3 separate regions of the Mus musculus genome follow, and all the other regions are linked to region 2. The links are chromatin contacts, called in public HiChIP or PLAC-seq and Micro-C maps. All regions are on one chromosome and are shown on one strand. The core of a region is the stretch at or near the end of the contact, and the rest is flanking DNA. Distances in the headings are between cores, read along the strand shown.

What was found. Hi-C and Micro-C count contacts between places; a contact is called where the count stands out from the background. HiChIP or PLAC-seq counts read pairs in DNA pulled down with a chosen protein or histone mark.
Region 1: a contact with region 2 is called in a Micro-C map of palatal mesenchyme, with 3 times the contacts expected there. The contact joins the enhancer-like site here to the promoter of Ankrd28 in region 2. A contact is called at or near these places in 4 of 39 promoter capture datasets (the 3T3-L1 cell line, liver and pre-B cells), 45 of 484 Hi-C or Micro-C datasets (the AML12 cell line, the C10 cell line, the C2C12 cell line and 32 more), 15 of 115 datasets of contacts at active chromatin or transcription factors (the HPC-7 cell line, the SCID.adh cell line, cardiomyocytes and 10 more) and 3 of 9 other capture datasets (adipose tissue, liver and pancreatic islet).
Region 3: a contact with region 2 is called in an H3K27ac HiChIP or PLAC-seq map of embryonic stem cells, with 8 read pairs. The contact joins the enhancer-like site here to the promoter of Ankrd28 in region 2. A contact is called at or near these places in 1 of 39 promoter capture datasets (pre-B cells), 1 of 484 Hi-C or Micro-C datasets (forebrain), 9 of 115 datasets of contacts at active chromatin or transcription factors (the SCID.adh cell line, cardiomyocytes, effector CD8 T cells and 4 more) and 2 of 9 other capture datasets (adipose tissue and pancreatic islet).

The regions. Positions count from the first base shown.
Region 1 is chr14:31,793,030-31,796,115 of GRCm38.p6, reverse strand. The region is part of intron 1 of Ankrd28 (ankyrin repeat domain 28); the gene reads left to right. Among named protein-coding and RNA genes, the nearest start is that of Ankrd28, 36 kb to the left of the region's middle. Within about 2 kb of position 1,530, at least 38 of the 459 cell types and tissues checked have an H3K27ac peak or open chromatin away from gene starts, as enhancers often do. A contact at or near this core is called in the N1E-115 cell line, Sertoli cells, embryonic forebrain and 1 more, where this site is marked.
Region 2 is chr14:31,828,821-31,831,738 of GRCm38.p6, reverse strand. Ankrd28 (ankyrin repeat domain 28) reads left to right here and starts at 1,324. Exons shown (of 28, transcript NM_001024604.2): 1 at 1,324-1,412. The coding sequence starts at 1,386.
Region 3 is chr14:31,770,905-31,773,918 of GRCm38.p6, reverse strand. The region is part of intron 2 of Ankrd28 (ankyrin repeat domain 28); the gene reads left to right. Among named protein-coding and RNA genes, the nearest start is that of Ankrd28, 58 kb to the left of the region's middle. Within about 2 kb of position 1,433, at least 9 of the 459 cell types and tissues checked have an H3K27ac peak or open chromatin away from gene starts, as enhancers often do. A contact at or near this core is called in embryonic stem cells, where this site is marked.

The sequences.
Region 1 (3,086 bases), core at 281-2,780, 36 kb after region 2:
AGCCACACTATCTCAGGTTGAATTCACTATAACCAGTGACTTCTACTATAAGCATTTTGGCAGTAATTTTGAGAACAGATTACTGAGAAATGAAGCATGCTTTGCTACATGAAAACTTTGTGCAAGAAGTTGCTCTATATGCATCATTATTATTTTATCTCTGTGTGGGTGTCTTGTCTGCATGTATATATGTACATCACATGATGCATGCATGCCTAGTACCTAAAAGAGGCCAGAAGATGGTGTCAGGATTCTTGGAATTGAAGTTACAGAAAATTAGAATATGAACCAACCAGTACCCCCAGAAAATTGAGATTCACCATGTGGGTCCTGGGACTCAAACCAGGTCCTCTGGAGGAGCAGCTAATGCTCTTAACTGCTGAGTCATCTCTACAGCCCCGAAATAACTCTCTTTAGGTGTTGGTAACTTAAATACTTAGGTCACTTTGTGAAATTAAGAAGCAGAATAGTTAATAAAGAGTAGCAGGTGCTTTCCCTTTCAAAATAAATATTTCAACAAAAGAGAGGGACAAACAAAGCAAGCAAAACAGGAGGGCTGTGGTAATCCTGACTTCACTTTTTGTGTAATATTTTTTCATTGTAAATTAAATTACAGGTGGAAGAAAGCTACAGTCTTTATTTTTTGTTTCTGGTTTTTGGTTCTACAGTCTTTTACTGTCTGTTCTTCACTATACTGGTCTGTATAGCAAAACCTAGGTAAAAGAAATGCATGAGAGACTTTGTGTAAGATTCATAAAACAAAACAAAAAACCCTTGTTCATTGATGTAATTTTAGCATATAATTAATTATGAACAAGCAATAAGTTGAATAAATATTTGTGGGGATAGATTATTTGAGCACCTAATTTGGTTAAAGAAAGAATGATTTACGTATTTTTATTTTGATATGTTATTTAATAAGCATCAAAAGAGTCGCATATTTTTTGAAGTGACTGCATTGTGTCTGTCAGTGCTGTAATAGAAGGCTATTTTTAAACAGATTGAGCTTGACTGGAAATGTTAAAATAATTACTATCAAAGTTGAGTATGTTAGCTGGCACATGCCAGTAATCTTAATAAAGGGGACTGAGGGAGAAGGAAGAGAAGAGTTCAAGGCTGGTCTAGTCTTGTTTATCAATATAACCAACAACCCAAACCTCTAAAATTGTCCTGAGTAGTGTTGTGTGTGCCTGTGATCCTCCCAAGGCAGGAGGTGTGTGAGTTTGAGGCCAGTTTGAACAACGTAATCAGACTGTTTGTTTGTTTGTTTGTTTTGTGTTTTTTTAAAAAGATGAACTATGAAGCTCCTTATTCATTAGAAACTTCTGTTTAAAATATAAGATTGGAAAAATATTTTTGTATTGGTAAAAATAATCAAATAAATACTGAAGATTTTTTCTTTTGTATTTGCTGCCACCAAGTGGCTGATTGGTGACATTACCAAGTTTGTTACATGTCTAGACAGTGCAATTTACTATATATATCACGGTATACTTGCACCTGGCTTGGGCTGACCTTGAACTCACTGCCCCTTGACTGGGAGGATTTATAGATGTGTGCCAACATAATCAGCCACCCTGATACTTTGAACTAGCTTGATTTGGCTACTTTACAAGCCATAGCTTACTTTCTTGGACCAGAGCTATTCTTGGCACAGAACATCATTTCTGTGTTCCCGGTATTTTGCAGAGGCCTCTTAGGACATTAGCAACTAGTGTTAATAAAGGTGATTAAACATTGGACTAGCACAGGGTCCCCAGTGGAAGAGTTAGAGAAAGAACTGAAGGAGCTGAAGGAACGAACCCCTTGCAGCCCCATAGGAGGAACAGCAATGTGAACCAACCAGTACCCCCAGGGCTCCCAGGGACTAAACCACCAACCAAAGAGCACACATGGAGGGACCCATGGCCCCAGCCTCATATGTATCAGAGGATGGCCTTGTGGAACATCTATGAGAGGAGAGACCCTTGGTCCTGTGAAGGCTCGATGCCCCAGTGTAGGGGAAAGCCAGGAGTGGGTGGGTTGGTGAGCAGAGGGAGGGGGTAGGATAGGGGGTTTTTGGAGGAGAAACCAGGAAAGGGGATCACATTTGAAATGTAAATAAAGAAAATATCTAATAAAAAATTTAAAAGCAACCAAACAGAAAACCCCAAACAAACAAAAAAGCAAAGATGGTTAAAAAAAAAAAAAAAAGAACAATTTTCTAGTGTAGTGTGAAAATATGGTTGATGCATACTGTTTCACACAGGTTTAATTCTGACATGTATTCTTTAATGAGAGTATACATGAGAATTACGATTTCATAAGTTTTTAGAACTAATTTTACTAAATTAATTATGGAGAGTTTATTTTTACTCCAGAAACTGTTATATAAGCATGTATAACATTCTTAGAAAAAAGAAAAAAAAGGAAACTCAAATGTTTACTATTAGGAAGTGGGCTGCTTACAACATTGTGTACTTTTGTGTAGAATTTGATGTAATCATTCTAAGTGTTAGAGAGGGCTACGTGGAGCCATGGGTGGGTGCGTCCTTCTTTTCAGAAGCATGCGTCTGTCCCTAACACTCAGCTTAAAGCTTAAACCCCCATTTTGTTTTGAGGGGAAGAAACATATTAACAAAATATATAATTGGAAGTTTTTAGAAACATACAGAGAAAATAGCTAGCAGTATTTAAGTTTTAAGTAATAGTATGGTAAATTCTTTAAATTTATATATTTGAAATTAATGCTTTACATATTAATATATGAACAACATTTTACAAATCACTGACAGCCTTTGAAAACAAACCATGTATAAACAAATTGGCAAAGTGGCTGGATGTATTATCAGAAAATATATACAAGATTTGCTTGTGTGTGTTTTTAAGATTTAAGGTAATTTGTTGCGACCATGAAATATGAAAGCCCCATATTTTGGATTTCTTCCAAGAATCCAGTAAGAACCAGTTTTTATATAAAGACGGTCTCTAAAAATATTTTTCTTAAAAATGTATGTATGTATGTTTGTACGTGTGTGTGTGTGTGTGTGTAAATATGGCATGTATATTCATAGTTGGAAATTGGAGGCAGGTGGATTGAGGATTTG
Region 2 (2,918 bases), core at 75-2,574:
GAGTTGTTTTTAATAATAGCATTATAATAAACTGACAGTCCTGGCACTGATCCCCATTTTTCTAGACTGCCATTAGGCTCAAATCGATTCTCTAAATAAAGTCTGTCCCAAGAGACACACCAATGCAGGGAAAAGATGAGGTTTGGTTTTGTTTTTTAAACCAACCCGATATCTCACGTTTGTGTTCTAACCATCTGTACCTTTTATTAATCAGGGGCTGGAGCCGCCCAGGCTGACAGACACAGGAGAACAACAATCTTCTCCCACACAAGCCTGGAATGGTAACAGTGTGCGGCTGCCTAAGAAAGAAAAGCCTTTTCTGAGCTGTGGGTTGGCGTGGGTGTGTGTGCCAGGGCGAGGGAGTCATTCCTCTTCTCCATCCAAGGATGCTATTTATTGAAAATCCTGCACATCTTTTTGAAAAAATTGATTTCTTTCAAGTGGGAGGCAAAAACCCTTTTGATGATAAAGAAGAAAGGGGGAAAAAAAACACATGCAAGATTGAAAGGGGCGCTTTGGAGAGAAATGTTCCGCGGTCACAACCTGTTCAGGCTATGAAGACCACACCCTTCAGTCTCGCGTGCCAGCAGTCCCCCGGTGACCACGTCTCCCCCAAAGCCCGCGGAGACATTCTCACTCTCGCTCCACGTGCGAGTCCGGTTCCCCGCTGCCCTCGCTACTCTGTTGAAAGCAGCATCGGCCCGGAGGTCTCCCTGGCTCGCACCGGCTCCGGCTGCCTTCTCCGCACCTGACTGAGCTGAGCTTGTGCACGCCACCTCCACGTGCCATCCCGGGCCGTTACCCGGTACCCAGTTTCCGTCCCTCCCCACCTCCAGTCCGGGCTCCGCCCACCGCGCCCGGGGCGCGCGCCCAGACGCCCCGCCACCTGGCCCGCCCGCTCCGCGCGCCGCCGCTTCCTGTGCCCCGCCCCTCCCTCCGCGGAGAGGCGGAGCCCGGGAGCGAGCGAGCGCGGTGGCGTGGCCAATGGGCGCTCGGCTTACTCTGGCCTCTCCCCCGCGCGGCCGCCAATCGCGGCGGGCGGTGGTGGTAATATTGTGGAGTGGAGTTTGGATGCCGCCGCGGCCGCGGGCTGGAGCGGCGCGGCGGCGGGGGCTGCTGGGGTATTTCGGGAAGGGGGTGTGAGGCGGCGGCGAAGGCGGCGGCTGCGTGTGGGAGGTGGCTGAGAGCTAGAGGGAGAGAGCGAGAGAAAGGACGGAAGAAAGAGGGCGGGAGTCCTTGGAGGAGGCGGGACCGGCGGGGCTCTTCGCGGCGGCGGCGGCGGCGGGCGGCCGGGGAGGCGGCGCCGCCCCCTGCCCGCGCTCTCTTCAACGTAGCCGGCCACCTACCCGCCGGGCGCGGGTAGTGGCCGAACAGCGGCGACCGCCATGGCGTTCCTCAAACTCCGCGACCAGGTAGGTGAGGGGCGGCGGGGCGGGATCGCGCCACCGAGGAGTCGGAGGAGGGTGGACCAGCGGCGTGGGCCGCCCGGGCGCCCTGTCGGCGCGGTGGCAGCGAGGGAAGAGGGTGTCCCGGGTCGGCAGCCGTGCGGGCCGTCCGCCTGTCAGTGCAGCCCCAGCTCCGAGAAACCCACGTGCCGCCGGGGGATCGCGGCCGCCGCCACAGGGGCGGGTTCTGCGCTCGCCGCCCTCGCGTCCGGCGCGCTGCCGGGTAGGCGCCTCCTCTTTCCTGCCAGGTGAGGCTCGGGCCTAACAGGTGGCTTTGCGGTGCGGAGTCGGAGCGGGGCAGGCGGCGGCCGTGACCTGGGGTCACGACCTTGCCCTCGGGTTCGCTTCGCGGGGCGGTTCACGGTCCACCGCACCGTCTCTGCGGAGAGGTAGTGGCGGTCGAAAGCAAACCCACCGGTGCCGATGGATTCTGCTGGGGACTGGTTGTTACGGTGCATATTCCCAGGCTGGTTTTCTCTTGGCATATTCTGCACCATCTTGGTTTAGTTTTCCTGACTTAGGAAGAGCTTGTCAAAGAACACCTGAAGTGCTCAGAAGACTGCAGTACACTGTGGGCTGGGAAAAATAACTCTGTATCTACCAATGAAATCGCAACTATGTCTGAATGAACGCTTGTTACCCTTTTAAAAAGGCGAGAAGGTGAATTACCAGACGCTCCCCAGTGTTTGTCTCTTTTAAAGAAAAGGGAAAGTAACGAGTGGATTTTACGGAGTCGCGGGAACCTATTAATGCTTGAGTACCCCTTTTGCCATTGTTTTTCTGAATAGGAGATACTGAACAGATTTGAAGGGAAACCAATCAGAAAGTGGGCACAAGCTTAACAAAAACGATAGGGAAAAACTTAATGTTTTATGTCATTTTCTACCAATTAAAACTTAAGTTCTGAGTCTAGCTAATGTCAATTCTCACTTAAAAAGTGAATATTCTACTTAGGCTGAATGCTGACTTTTAGTATCATTTGGTATCAGCAGAATTTTAGCTGATATTAACAATAGGGCATGATACTTTGAAAAACTCTGGTTGATAAGTTTGTATTTCAAAATCTGTGAATAACTTTACTGTTCAACATGTTCCATTAGCTACACATAGAATCTTTGAGTTGATTAAAATTAAGAAAGCACAGTTTCTCAGTTGTGCTAGTCAAAAGCACACTTTTCAAAAGTGCTCACCAGCCACAGGTAGCAAAACCTTTCATTGCACAAAGTTGTCAGGAAAAAACAAAAAAATCTGTTAATAACAAGCAGAGTTCAAGCCCAGATCATCTAATTCATATGTAGTTAATACCATGAAACTCAAGATCTAGATTTTCAGCTAATCTTTATTACTCTAGTAACTCTTTGTACCTGAATATTTGGTTGTAATCCTTCACTTTTGGAAATGTATTTTGTGATTTGGTCATTGTGTGTGTTAGGGATTTGGTAGACTGTTAGAAGATCTTACTTTATAAAAAAA
Region 3 (3,014 bases), core at 184-2,683, 58 kb after region 2:
AGTATTCCCACACTACCATGCTGGGTCAGACTTCTCATGCTTACAAGGTAAGCATCTTACCAACTGAGATGTGTTCCCAGCCCTATTTGAGACCTGTTCCTAGTCCTATTTATATCTTTTGTGGAATCATTTTCAGTTCCAGGAAACGAAAGGTAGTATTCTACCATAAATCGCTCTTATCGCAAGAGTTCTGTAACAGATGTTTCTTTAAATCTTAAAATGTAAAGAATATGGACTTTTGCCAAGCATGGTGGCACATGCCTGTAATCCTAGCACTCGGGAGTTAGAGGCAAGATAATTGTGAGTTCAAGACCAGACAGGACTACTTAGGAAGTTCCATGTCAGCCTGGTTACAAACCAAGATTCTGTCTTTAATAAAGGAAGAAAGAAGGAAATCTTTAAATTTATGACAAATTTAGGTGAGGAAACCCTTACAGATTAAAACACAGAGCCTAAGTCCAGTCTTGGCTTAGAACCTGTAACTACAGCACTCAAGAGGGTTGGGCCAGGAGAATTGTACACAAGTTTGAAAACAGCCTGGACCATGTTTCAAAACCAAAATATAGGAAAAATGGCTTTTCATTGACTTGCTGGGTTACACATGGAAGAGTCTTACTAACATTTTTGAAAATTAATATTACATAATGAAGTTAAGTGAATCAGTTAATTGTACAAGCATGCCTCATTTTATTGAACTTTGCAAATACAGTGCTTTTTACACATTAAAATAATATAACAACTCTAAATTAAGCAAGCCAGTCTACAGTGTTTTCAGTAGCTCAAGTAATCATTGGCATCCTTATTTTAATTAAGGTTTTATCTTTTTTCAGAAATGAGGCTTCTGCACACTAATAGGCTACTGTAAAGTATTAACATTCTGCTACTGTTTCTTTTGTTTGTTTGTTTTGTTTTTTTGAGACAGAGTCTCTCTATATAGTCCTTGATGTCCTGGAACACACATGTAGACCAGGCTGGCTTTAAACTCACAGAGACCCCCTTGCCCCTGCCTCCTGAGAGCTAAGGTTAAAGGGGTATGCCAAGTTATATAATAATGTGTTATGTTTTGTCTATGACAATGTTGCACTGCTTTGAATGGGTTTCTTTTGACTTGCACACAGAGCCAGCCTGTTCAATCCCTTGCCATCTTTCTTTTGAGTTTTCTCTTTGATTTGCAACAGCTTTTCATATTCTGAATGAGACCCCTTTGAAATACATATTATAAATTCTATTCTTGTACTCCAGGTTGCCTTAATTCTTTGTGGAATCATTGAACATGAGGTATTAATTTTAACTTAGTGCAGGTTTTTGTTTATTTGATGTCTTGTTAAAGAAATCAGCCCATCCCCCATCTCCCACCAGCCCCACCCCCACACACACTCCTGATGCATATGAAGGCCAGAAAACAGTCTTGTGTGGAGCAGGATTGCATTGTTCTAGAGCTCACCAGGTAGGCTAGTGTGCTTAGCTAGTGAGTCCCAGGAATCTCTGTCTTTGCTTCTGAATGCTGATCTCAAGTACTTGGCTCTGTGCCCCCAAGCTTTTAATTATAGTGTTGAGAGGGGAGCAGTATACACATGGACATTGCTTGTCTGGCATGTGGAAACCAGGGGACCTTAAGTGTGAGCTCCTGAGAACTGTACCTTTTTTTGAGACAAGATCTCTCATTTACAGGCTTAGCAATTCTCCAGGATCCCTTTTGCCTGTACCCCTCAACACTCAGATGATAACCACATGCCAAAACTCTTTTAGTGTGTGGATGGCTATGTATATGTATTTTAATGCAAGTGCTTTCCTTTGCATGGGGCTGTCATTCCTCAGGAAGTTCTCACCTTCTGTTTGAGACAGCATCTCTCATTAACCTGGATCATTTCCTCTAAGCCAGGCTACCTAGTCTAGGAGCTAGGGATCTGCCTATCTCTGCCTTCCATCTCACCTTCACTGCAACTACAGGCATTTTACTGTACTCTTGTGAGTTCTATATCCTCACATTTGCACAGTAAGCAGTTTATCACATGAGCAGTCTTCTTAACCCAAGAAATCTTTTCTAACTTGAGTCAAAGATAATATTCTATATTCATGAGGACTTCTGAAATCTTATTCTTTACATTTAACAGCTCTGTAACATACTTAAGGTTAAATTTTACATATAAAAATACAATGTGTTAAGTTCTTATGTGTGTGTGTGTACAAGTTTATGTGAGACATCATTTCTGTCTCGAAGTTTTTGGCTTTATTAGGAAGTGTTAAGTGTTATTTAATGAAACAATTTGTCTTTCCCTCTATATTTTGTTTTGGCTTCTTTGTTTGAGACAGTGTCGTGTAGTGAGGATGGCTTTTCCTGATGCACCTACATCTCTGTATCCTAAGTGTTAGGGCACGCATGAACCAACAACTTTACTTCTTTTTCTTCTGGAGCTTCTATTATGCAATGTTATTCTCCTGTGACACCACATACACACACACACACACACACACACACACACACACACCATCTCCATTTTCTTCTTTCTACTCCAAATCCCCAACTGAACTAATTTAAAAGACCTGTGCACATTCAGAAATTCTGCTTGACATACTTATTTTCTAGACTCTAAATTTTAAAATTTTCATTCATTGAAGGTTTCAGTTGTAAGATTTCTGTTAGGGGGTTTTGTTGTTGTTCTGTTTGTTTTGTTTTGTTTATGATCTCTATTGAAATTTTTTATTCGGGTCATGAAGTGCTTTTCTGATTTCATTAAATTATCTGTCAGGTTTTTTGTTTTTTTTCTTGACTCGTGTCCTGCTTCTGTAAGATTATTCAGAATCCTTGCTAGGCAGTTTGCAAATGTGCTTGTATTTGATAGTAGGAGATGATTGTGTTCCTTGACAGGTGTCATCTTTACTTTTACATGTTTCTGTTATTGTCCATAAATTGATATTTGCATCCAGTACAATAATCTATCTTGTTTTATGGTTTTCCCCCTTGTGTAGAGAGAGAAAGATTTTTCTGTGAGTTTTTCTACTAGTTTTTCTAT